Linked DNA regions of Lactuca sativa: region 2 is linked to region 1. A link is a contact called in public Hi-C data. All regions are on one chromosome and are shown on one strand. The core of a region is the stretch at or near the end of the contact, and the rest is flanking DNA. Distances in the headings are between cores, read along the strand shown.

Region 1 (5,764 bases), core at 1,311-3,810:
GATGATATTGAATGATTTTTGAAGATTGAACGATATGGTTACGTGATTGATATTGAGAATCGATGATTTAGCGATAAGATGATTTTTAGAGAAGGAAGGTGTCCCGCTTTCTAGACATTAAGTTGAAATTTATTGTTATACCCCTACATCATTTAACAGTTGATGGAAGTTGAGGTTAAGTTCCATTGGCTGATGTTTAATCTCACAATCTCTAATTTTTTATTAATCTCAAGGGAACCATCCCTATATATATATATATATATATATATATATATATATATATATATATATATATATATATATATATATATATATATATGTAACTTGATCTTTAAAGCCTTTATATGTTGGTCGTAATTTTTTTAAGAGCCTCTAAAGATAAATTGATCGTACTTATGAGTGTTATTTTTGATGTTTATCTTTGCCAAATCTAAAGTTTTAAAACGTGAACCATCCTTGTGGTTTGCCAAAACCTTTGTATGGGGTCCAAAAAGTTTCCAGCTTGCACCAAAGGTCCAAAATCAAGGTTTTCATGGGTTTTTCGTCCATTCCGTCATTGTCCGTTTGTTTGGAGCCATTAATGCCATCACGTGCCCTCCATGTGAGGGCATTTTGGTCATTTTAGGTCCTAGCCTCCGTTGCTGCCACTTCAATTAATAAGATTGCAGACTGTACTCACTCCTTCGTCTTCTACTCATACCTCTTTGGATTCAAACGCAAAAACCCTAACGATCGTCTGAAAATTGGATTGTGTTCATGCTTTTGAAAATGTGGGGACTTAGAAATGTTGGAGAGATTGTCAACGTTCAAGAAGTTTATGGTAAGATTCAAACTTAGAAAACTCTGTATTTTATGATCAAGCTTCAAACTTTGAAAAACTCTAACTAACAATCGTCTATTTCTGTTTTGAAGATGTTTACCTCAACATATTCTCTAGTGAACTTCATCACGGAGGGAGTTTCACAAAGTTTCCAAATATCAGGTATATTAATGGCCAAGTAAGGTACTTTGATGTTGTCGACATTGATGAATTTTTTGATCATGAACTAGACTTGATGATGAGAGAATTAGGGTATGATGGTACTAAAATCATGTATTACCATTTCCGTTTGCCTAATGAAGGATTTGACTTTGGACTCCGAGCATTAGGTAACGATGATGATGTGCGTAATCTCTCACAGTATGTTACCCATAATAACAAAATGATTAAAGTGTACACAGAGCATGGTCAAACGAACTTGCTTACATATTTTATGTCCCCACCTGGTCTAAGAAGGGTTATAATAGAAGACATGGACAATCATGGTCCTCTTAGACCCTCATCACCTGTAGTTGCTCATGAAGTGGTAACTCTAATCCAAATTGATGTTGGTGAGGGTGATTTAGGGTTAGCATTAACCTTATACAAATCAGCAACACCTGAATTTAGTAGGTCTAAAGGTTGGAAACATAGTAAAGGGGCATCGTCTTGTAGTAGAAAGCTTAACTTGGATTGGGAAGGTGGTGAAAAAACAATGGCAAGTGGTGAAGTTGATAAAGGTAAGGGTGTAGAAGGATTTACAGATGAATATGTTGTAGTTAATGTAGAAAAAGAGTTAAATAAAGAGATTGATGTGAATGAAGAACTTGACATGAACAAATCCAATGGTGAGGGTGTAGAAAGATTTGCAGATGAGGGGTATAGAGTTGTCATGGATAATGATCCTCAAGGAGTCAATGAATTTTCAACTAACATCAACATAGATGATGAGTTAATGACAAAATTTCAACCTTTTGAAGGGTTTGAAGACCAAGATAGCATCCCATTTAATGGGTTTGAAGGCCGGTTTGAAGGCCAAGATAATATTCCTTTCAATGATGACTGGAGACAAGAGGAGCCTGATGACATTGAGTTTGAGAATCAAAACAGTGAAGATGAAGATAGTGACTTTATGATTGATGAGGACAACATAATTGAAGATGTTGACGTTGACATGGAGGATTTCAATCTAAATATTGATACAGAAGCAGAGTTCAATGGATGTCAAAGTATGGGTGGTCAAAGAAATGAAGATAGTGATGAAGAAGAGGATTTGGAGGTAATTGATAATGACGAGTGGGATTCACTAAGTGATGACTCAGGGGACAACAGGAAAAGAAGAGAAATGATCAAAGAGCTGGGGAAACAAACATTATGTTCTGCTGGTGAGGTGCACAAGGTAGCTTTTCATATTGGGCAGAAATATAAATCCAAGAAAGAATTGAAAGATAAAATTGACCTGCATGCTTTAGAGGCAAGGAGGAATATCTCATTCACAAAAAAAACGACAAGAGTAGATTAACAGTTGTTTATGATGGAACTGTAGTTTTAAATGCAAGTGGGGTAGGTGGACCTACCTCTGGGAAAAAGGTAAAGGGTAAAGATGTAAACTCAGATAAAGTTAAATGTACATGGAAACTTCATACATCTAGGTCAAGTGAACAGGATTATTGGTTTATTAAGACCTATAATCAGAAACACATCTGCCTCCAAACACGAAAAATCAGATCTTGCACAACAACATTTCTTTCCAAACGTATTATGGATCGGATTGAAGCTAATCCTGGACTGCCTGTTCGTGCCCTACAAGAGCAACTCCAATCAACTTATGGAGTTAGTATTTCAGAAGAGAAAGCATTTAGGGCAAAAGCATTAACCACCAAAAGTGTTGCAGGGGATTACGTAAAGTAATATGCAGCTTTGAGAGACTATGTACTAGAGCTACAAAAGACAAATGAAGGTACAACTGTAAAGCTTGATGTGGTTTCTGAACCTGTGGTTTCATCCCCAACTAGGCAATTCAGAAGGATATACGTGTGTTTAGGTCCTTTGAAGAAAGGATTTAAGGCAGGTTTGAGAGAATTTTTAGGCTTAGATGGAGCCTTTATGAAGGGACCTTTCCCAGGTCAAATACTAAGTGCAGTTGGTGTTGATTCCAACAATGGAACCTACCCATTGGCATATGCTGTTGTTGAAAGTGAAAACACTTCAAGTTGGAAATGGTTTCTTTAGTGTTTTGCAGAAGATCTTGACTTGTATTTAAATTCCAACTTCACCTTTATCAGTGATAGACAGAAGGTATTATAGTTACATTTAATATTGCATACTAGTTTCATTACAGACTAATGCTAATTACTTATTTTGTTTTGGTGAAAACAGGGTCTTCTACCAGCCATAGAACAATTGTTCCCTAATGCAGAACACAGGTTATGTATTAGACACATATACCAGAACATGAGGAAGTTATTTAAGACTACAGAGTACAAGGAGTATTTTTGGAGGTGTGCTACAGCCACCACCATACCAGAGTTTGAAGTTGTAATGGTAGAGCTAAGGAATTATGACATAGAAGCATATCAGTGGCTCTTGAAAATCTCTCCACATCATTGGGCTAGAAGTCATTTTTCAGGTATTTTCTCAATTTTTTGTCTTATTTTTTATTATAGTATAGATATACACTAACTGTTGTTTTGTTAATGAACTATTAGGAAGGGCAATTTCAGACATGTTATTGAATAAACTTTGTGAAGTATTCAATAGCAAACTTGTTAAAGGGAGAGACAAACCCATTATCAGTTGTTTGGAGTTCATCAGAGAGTACCTTATGAAGAGAGTATGCAATGTGATGAAGGTGTTAAACAAGTGTCAAGGTCCATTAACTCCAACTGGTACTAGGATTTTGGAAGCAAACACAACACTAGCTAGTAAGTATCATGCACGATGGAATGGGGGACAAAAGTATCATGTTAAAGGTTCATGGAATGATCAACATGTAGTGGACATGGAGAAAAGGGAGTGTAGTTGTAGAAAGTGGGAGCTTACTGGAATTCCTTGCAAGCATGCAATTGCAAGCCTAAATGAAATGGCAGACAATAATGAAAAGGTGGGAGAACTATACACCTATGTGCATAAGGTGTATTGGCTTGATACATGGAAAGAGATGTACTCCTTCAAGGTGGAGCCTATCAAAGGTAGAGCCATGTGGCCTAAGAGTGACTGCCCAACAACTCTTGTGCCTCCACCACACAACAAAGCTATAGGCAGGCCAAAAAAGAAAAGAAGGATTACAGCAGAGGAAAGGATTGAAATCCAGCAACGTAAGAGGCAAGCAAACAGTCAAAGTCAAAATGATAATGAAACTCAATCACTAAGCAGGAAGTTTTTAACTGTGACATGTAGTAAGTGTAAGCAAAAGGGTCACAATGCCAGGATTTGCAAGGTCAAAGATGGGAATTGATGTTTAAGTACTTTTTATGTTTGTGAAGACTTGTTAATGCACTTTAGTTGGTACTTTGTTGCCTTTTTTTGGTTCCATTTTGATAATGTACTTTGATGCCCTTTTATGGAACAATGTACTCCAATGTTTTGATAATGTACTTTAATGCCCTTTGTTGGTAATGATTGTGTTTTGGCATCTATCTGTTATGGTCCCCTTTTGGTAATGTTGTTTGTTATTTGTTTATGTTGTACTGTCAAAGCATGAAGATGTTATGGCGATGTACTTAATGTATGCATGTAAAACCATTACAATTACATATTCAAGCATAGAGAAAAACCATTACACTTGCATATCATGTCAAGATCAAACCTTTATAATTTCATATTCATAAAAGGATAAAACCATTACACTTCCCATTGTCATAAAAGCATTACATATACAATGATCCAAAAGACAACACTTACAACATATATAAACCACAATTAAACCTTCTACACCAAAAGACAACATTTTTAAGTGGTTATTACCAACAAAAAAGCCCTAACCTCTAATTCCTATTTCCAAAACAGCACAAACAACATAAACAAAACCCACGAGACAAGTTAACACATCTTCAGCTGACCCACTTCAACCTCATACCTATTCATTGTTCTCAACAATCCTGGTATGATAACAGTTGATCTTTGACACATAGGGGGATCGAACCACCCCAAAAATCCACATCTGGATCCCTACAAGAATACATTAAAGTAGAAGAGTTATTGCATAACTACCGAAATATCATAACCTAATATGAGTTTGCTTACCATTTTAGGGCATGCATAGAAACGACGAGTAGAGTTTCGTGAGGTCCATGAGGTTCGCACAACAGCAACGTTCCCACAGAAGCAGAGCACCATTTTTGAATCTCGTTGCAGTAGAAGTAGATGAGAGACGAAGAAGAAGAATCCCTTTGGGAGACGAAGAAGAAGAAGCCCTTTTTGCTGCTTCTCTGTAAATAAAAATGAAGAAGAAGAAGGGGATTGTGTATGAGTATGTATATAAAGGAGAAATATGATATTATTTAAAATAAGAACCTAAAATGACCAAAATGCCCTCACATGGAGGGCACGTGATGGCACTAACGGCTCCAAACAAACGGACAATGATGGAATGGACTAAAAACCCATGAAAACCTTGATTTTGGACCTTTGGTGCAAGCTGGAAACTTTTTGGACCCCATCCAAAGGTTTGGCAAACCACAAGGACCAAATTTGCAGTTTTGCCAATATAATATGATAACCGAGCACAAATAAACCTAAACAAACATTAATTAACGAACAAGATCGGTGTTCATATTCGTTCGTTCAAAAAAATTAAAAAAAAATTGTTTATTTTCATTAATTTATTGTGTAATGAACCTAGACAAACTTTCTAATATTTGGTTTCATTTACAAATCTAATTGTTTATAAACCACAGAAACCAACTTAATATCTTATTAAAAAATATTTTTTTAGTTATAACCAACATGAGAAGAAAATACTTA
Region 2 (5,764 bases), core at 1,881-4,380, 160 kb after region 1:
TCATTTCAACATCATTAAGTTTCAGTTTCATGCGACCTTTTATGATTACAAACAATGGGAATACGATATGTCTAAAACAAGGTACTTATGTACACATATGATTAAAAACAAGGTACCTTTTATTAAGTTTTCTTCTTATGCTATTGTGCTAAATTGCTAATTGCTAATTGAACATTAAAACACTACCTCAGTTGATCTTATATAGTAATCGTTTGTAGAAACATAGTACCCCAATATGATCACACTATAGCTAGTAACGTGAACATAATAATACAAGACTCTTACCTCAAACTATGTGAATATGAACTAGAAAATGATGAAAATAGCAAGCAAACTGGTCATGGAATACCACAATGTTGGTGTTGATTTTGAAAGATAAGCAACAATGAAGGTTTCGCTTTTATTCTCCAAGGAATAGTCAAATTGGTTAAAATGAACCAAATGATCAAACAAGTCATAAAGAGTATTACTTTATTACTACTAATTACTAAAACTCTAATAAACAAGTCATAAAGAATATTACTTTAATACTAAAACTCTAATTAGCTTATTAAGATCCTAATGTATCAATTCTATACAAATTAAACAAGAAAAAGAGAAAAAAAAAAAAGGACGGGGAATTCTAGTTAGTCTTATCCAACTATTAAATTTTATGTTTAAAGTTAAATGTCATAAAGGCTTTGTGATACTTGCTAATGTTTTTATGTGATATATATTATTAGTTTATTGTATTGAATGGTCATTTGCATTGGAATTATCTAAGACACTTTGTTCCAATGTAGGATTCATTTTGGAACAAAGGGTTGCGACTTGTGATCAAGCTTCCGACAATGTAGTAAACATTGGAAGCGAAGTACCATATATTCTACCTTGAGGTACATTATAATCTTTCGAGTGGCTCATAAAAAAATCGATGTTGACTGGTTTTCTTGCTTTTAAGATAATTGCAAGTTTGACTTTCAATTTTTGTATGTTATGCCATTGATATTACATGTATAGTTGTTGAAAAATGTTTTTCATAAACATGTTGCCCTTATTGTGTCATAAAAGAGGATGCACATCTTTTTATTAGCTTTAGCAAAAATTATATTTTAAAACATTTGAAATGCAATTAGCGGATATCCAACATGTATTAGTTTCAAAATATACACGACTTCCTTATTTTCAATAAAACGTATTTTTGTATATTTTTATTCCTACAAACACAAACCCAATATAATCAATCATGTAACAATCCAATATCAAGAGCCAAAATAACCCAATTGTTTCACTTCATGTATTATATGAAAAACAAACAAAGAACAAATCTAAAGTAGTAAGTAATTCAGCAAACAACTTGTTACCTCACACACTAGAGTTTCTGTATCACAACCGAATTCGCTAACCCAGCTCCTTCAATCGTCTGATTCAAATCATTAAGCTGCTTTGGCGGGAACCCCATTGTCAAAAGCTGATAAACCCTAGATCCTCCAGGCCTTGATGCATCAATGAAAGATCGGATATCACCAATCGTGTGGTGGAAATTGAATCTAGAAACCATACGGGTCCCATCGCCCAATCTCAGTTGAATTGAGGTTGAAGGTAGTGCGTCATCCACCACTAGCCCCGCCAGTGGGGTTGGTGCAGCGGTGGCAGGCGGCGGTGTAATGGTGGCGTCTTCTGATGAAGTGGTGGTGGTGGTGCCTAGGGTTCTACCCACACCCACAAACGCAGTGTGGCGTTGTTTCTGAACCTGTGTATGAACATGAACATGAACATACATGTATGTGAGAATGTATTCAAGAAGAGAGTTTTGTAGAAGAAATGAAGAATTAGGAAAGATTACTAACAGGGAAGTCTTCAAGCTTCCTCACAAGACTGACATGAACAGGAGCTCTTCCTTTTGCAGGCCTAAGCTCTTCTGGACATTCAGACTTCCTTATGCTCTGTTAAAGAACATTAGAGAACACATCATGTAAGGGTAAAATGGGAATTGGGAAAAAGGAAGAGAAGTTATTAACTTAATATGGTACCTCCAAGAAAGATGCATTTTGGGGATCATCGAGTCTTCTCAAAGGGCCATCGTTAACAGTGAAACCATTGGTCCAGAAAGTGATGGTGTGAGTATGAACATCAGGTTCAGAGACTTGAGGAGTGGCTGATGTTGTCTCTCCAGATAGTAATCTTCCTCTTCCTGCAAAGCTTCTGGAGCTTGAAGATGGTTGGAGTTGTTCGAGTGTTCCTTCTTCTGCTCCTGCTTGTCGAGCTTGATTGAACAATGATTCCACATCATTTACCCTTGATGGATCTTGAACAAGCATTCCACTGCAATCATTAATAAATGTCAGATTATCGGATTTGGTTGTGTTTCGATGAAGCACTTGAAACATTATTGAAGTAGAGCACAATCAAGATACTAATTGATATGAATCATCGTGAAAGAACCAATGTCAAGAAACTGATCACTCATCATGTGTTAATCTGCATGATACATCATCGTTAATATGAATCAAATGTAGATTATGATATGAAACTCCAATTGAATGTATAAAGATAAGATTAGCAAAGAGATCTTGTTCTGTTTGCACTAATTTCCTTGTCAATCAACTCATGGACGGAAACCTAATAAACGGATGAACCCTACATTATTTACCTCTTTTCACCACCGGTATAATACTCCTGGGGCTCATCGGAGTCACTTCCGGAGTCATCGCCCTGTCGATTCAGATCTGAGAAAGTCCGTATGCGTCCAGTAGACCGACTACCTGATGGTTTCTTATCCGTAGCGGTGTTCCTAGATCGTAGATTGTAAGGATTTTGTAAACCAATAGCAGGAGGTGGGGAGGCTGATCGGGAGCGAGACGGAGAAGACGACGGAGAGAATGAAGGGGAATGTGTATCAGAAGGCCGGTTAGGGTTTCGGCCAGGTAAGGCAGACACAGGAGCCTCTTCTACGGCGGCAGCGGTTTCGAAGAAGGTGGAGACGGCGGAATCGAGATCGAAGTTGTGCGATTCGAGGAAGAAGGAGGCTTCTTCTTTGGTAGCAGAAGTAATCTCTGAGAATGCTGCGATCATTTCCTGGTGAGCGTCTCCGCCGATGTTGGTTGCCGGTGTGTCTTCCATTCTTGGTTTTCTTGCGTGAGAGTTCACGTATCAGTCTCGCCGGGTATATATGATAGATCCCATTGACCCGCTCCATCACACATGGGCCGGGTATTGGATTTGAGATTCAACTTTTCCGATACAATTTTGGTTATTTGTAAGTGATTATTTGTAAGTGAGACGATCATGTTACATCATGGACTAACCTCAAATCAACATATAAGAAGAATCCAAAGATGTTCAAGGTTTGGATCAAGATGAAGTTTCATTGGGTGGGCCGATATGCCAGAATGCCTTATGTCAACATTATTCCAAGATTGTTGAGGTCCAAGAACAAAATTCAAATCATGTTCCATTTTTTGTGTTCTCTTTCTTTTGAGTAATGTTTGTTGTTCATTTTTTGTGTTCTCTTTCTTGTTAGTAATGTTTGTGGTGTTTTCATGTGTTTTGTGATCTAAATTAGAGGTGAGTATTTGGACATATAGACTATATCAGACCGGACTGGAAATTGGACATGGACCGGAACCGAATTTGGACCGATTTATTAGATAGAGCTGGTTCTCAGTTCTTTGTATCATGCAAAAAAATAGCTTCTGTAAAAAATTGGGCCGGTCCAGCCAGGTCCGGGTGCAAAACCGGTTTGGACTGAAAATTTAAATGAAGTATTATTTATTTTAAAGTTATATAAGATTTTTAGTTTTTTGTATTTTGTATTTTGTGAAAAAATTAAAACATGCATTTCATTCATTCAAAGTCGGTTTAGCATGTAATTTTTATTGAGCGTGTAGCTTAGTGTTTGTATATGAGTTAGACTCTACTTTTGTTTTTTTGTTTTTTTTATATTTAATGACTTACAATCCTCAAAGTCAGGTTATCAAAGCTGAAATTTTTCAGTTTTTCAGATATTTTTTTTATATTTTGTATTGTGTGAAAAATTAAAACATGCATATATCATTCGTTTCAGTTTGTTTTGAGATGCGGTTTTATCTATTGTGTAACTTAATGTTTATATATGATTTTAGACTATAATTTTATCGTTTTTAGTTTTATCTTCAATGACTTACAATCCCTTGAAATCGAGATATCAGAAACTGGAATTTTTCAGTTGTTCAACTATTTTTTTGTATTTTGTATTCTATGAAAATTTTAAAATATGTGTATCATTCATTTGAAGACGTTTTTGTGTGTGGTTTTTTCTAACATGTAGTTTAAAGTTTGTACATGATTTTAGACTATAACTTTTTTGTTTTTTGTTTTATATTCAATAACTTATTGTCCCTTGAAGTTGGAATATCAAAGCCGAAATTTTTCAGCTTTTCAACTTTTTTCTGTATTCCTATGAAAATTTTAAAACATGCATACAACATTCGTTTGAAGTCATTTTGGCATGCAGTTTAAGTAATCATAACTTTTTTTTTCTCTAAAACGGACATTCAAACCCAAAAAATGTATTCGTCTTAACTCTTAAGTCTCGTAATAGATAAATTTAACTTTAACATCAAAAACTAACTTTTCATAGGGCTTCAACGACCTGTATCATATGCATTTAAAGTTGTACCAGTCCAACGAGTACAAAAACCGGAAAACCTGGCCCAGACTGGACCCGATAAGCCTCCTGCCTTCATAAGTCTAATCCACGGTCCACTTATTTTTGTTAAACTGGTTTTGGTCCAAATGCTCACCCTTTGAATTGTTCGAGTATAACTTTCGGGTAGTCTAGGTTTTTCAAATAAAAAACATAATCGATAACCGACCTTGCATTGAAATTCAGCTATGCGGGTTTGAGTATATCGGGTACGAATTCGAGTTCAAATATATCGGGTATTACCTGAAAAAACTTGCTATATTTTCATTTAAAAAATACATATGGCATAGTTGATATGTGTAAGCTATATCGGGTATTACCTGAAAAAACTTGCTATATTTGCAAAACTTGAATGTTGTAATGATTTGTATTTTGTTTCTCGATAAATGAAAGCATTTTGGGTACATGAAATGGTATAAATGGTGATATCCATATAATGTGAAGGAAAATTTGCATATATTTTTGTGATGTAAATGAAAGAAATGTACTAAATATGGTTATGTGCATATAATGTGAATGAATCTCATGGAACATGAATACTCAAAGGTTAGGCATAAGAAGCACCGAAAAAAACAAAATATAGCAATTTAATGGCTGTTTAACTTGTACCGGTCAATAATGGTACTATAATACTATTATAGACACCTTTTTCGAGCATAAATGAACGAATTAGGAAAATGAATAGGTAACAATGCTAGACAAACCAAATGATGTTATAAATTTGGTAAAATGGAAAATAGTATATATATATATATATATATATATATATATATATATATATATATATATATATATATATATATATATATATATATATATATATATATATATATATATATATATATATATATATTGTCATTACTTTTGGCTACATGAAATGGTCTACATATTAAGACAAAGTACGTCAACCAAAAACCTATTCCATATAAATGGTCAAACAATGTGCATGTAGTTATTTTAGGGGTGACTGTTATACAACTTTATCCATCATGCCAATTAAACAAATCACAACAATAGAAAACCAGTTAAGAACATGCCTATTTTACCAATTAAACAAGTGTGCAACAATTTTTTTTCTCATCATTGATATAAAAATTA

The links. A called contact is a pair of places that touch in the nucleus more often than the background predicts.
Region 2: a contact with region 1 is called in a Hi-C map of seed, with 6 times the contacts expected there. The contact joins the promoter of LOC111912029 here to the promoter of LOC111912001 in region 1. A contact is called at or near these places in 2 of 4 Hi-C or Micro-C datasets (leaf and seed).

The regions. Positions count from the first base shown.
Region 1 is chr7:170,270,712-170,276,475 of Lsat_Salinas_v11, forward strand. LOC111912001 reads left to right here and starts at 2,561. Exons shown (of 5, transcript XM_052765850.1): 1 at 2,561-2,706; 2 at 2,815-2,996; 3 at 3,042-3,097; 4 at 3,179-3,428; 5 at 3,508-4,256. The coding sequence starts at 2,561. The coding sequence ends at 4,256.
Region 2 is chr7:170,429,807-170,435,570 of Lsat_Salinas_v11, forward strand. It overlaps LOC111912029 (plant UBX domain-containing protein 4), which reads right to left and starts at 3,131. Exons shown (of 4, transcript XM_023907786.3): 1 at 2,633-3,131; 2 at 2,013-2,304; 3 at 1,830-1,925; 4 at 1,217-1,732. The coding sequence starts at 3,102. The coding sequence ends at 1,352.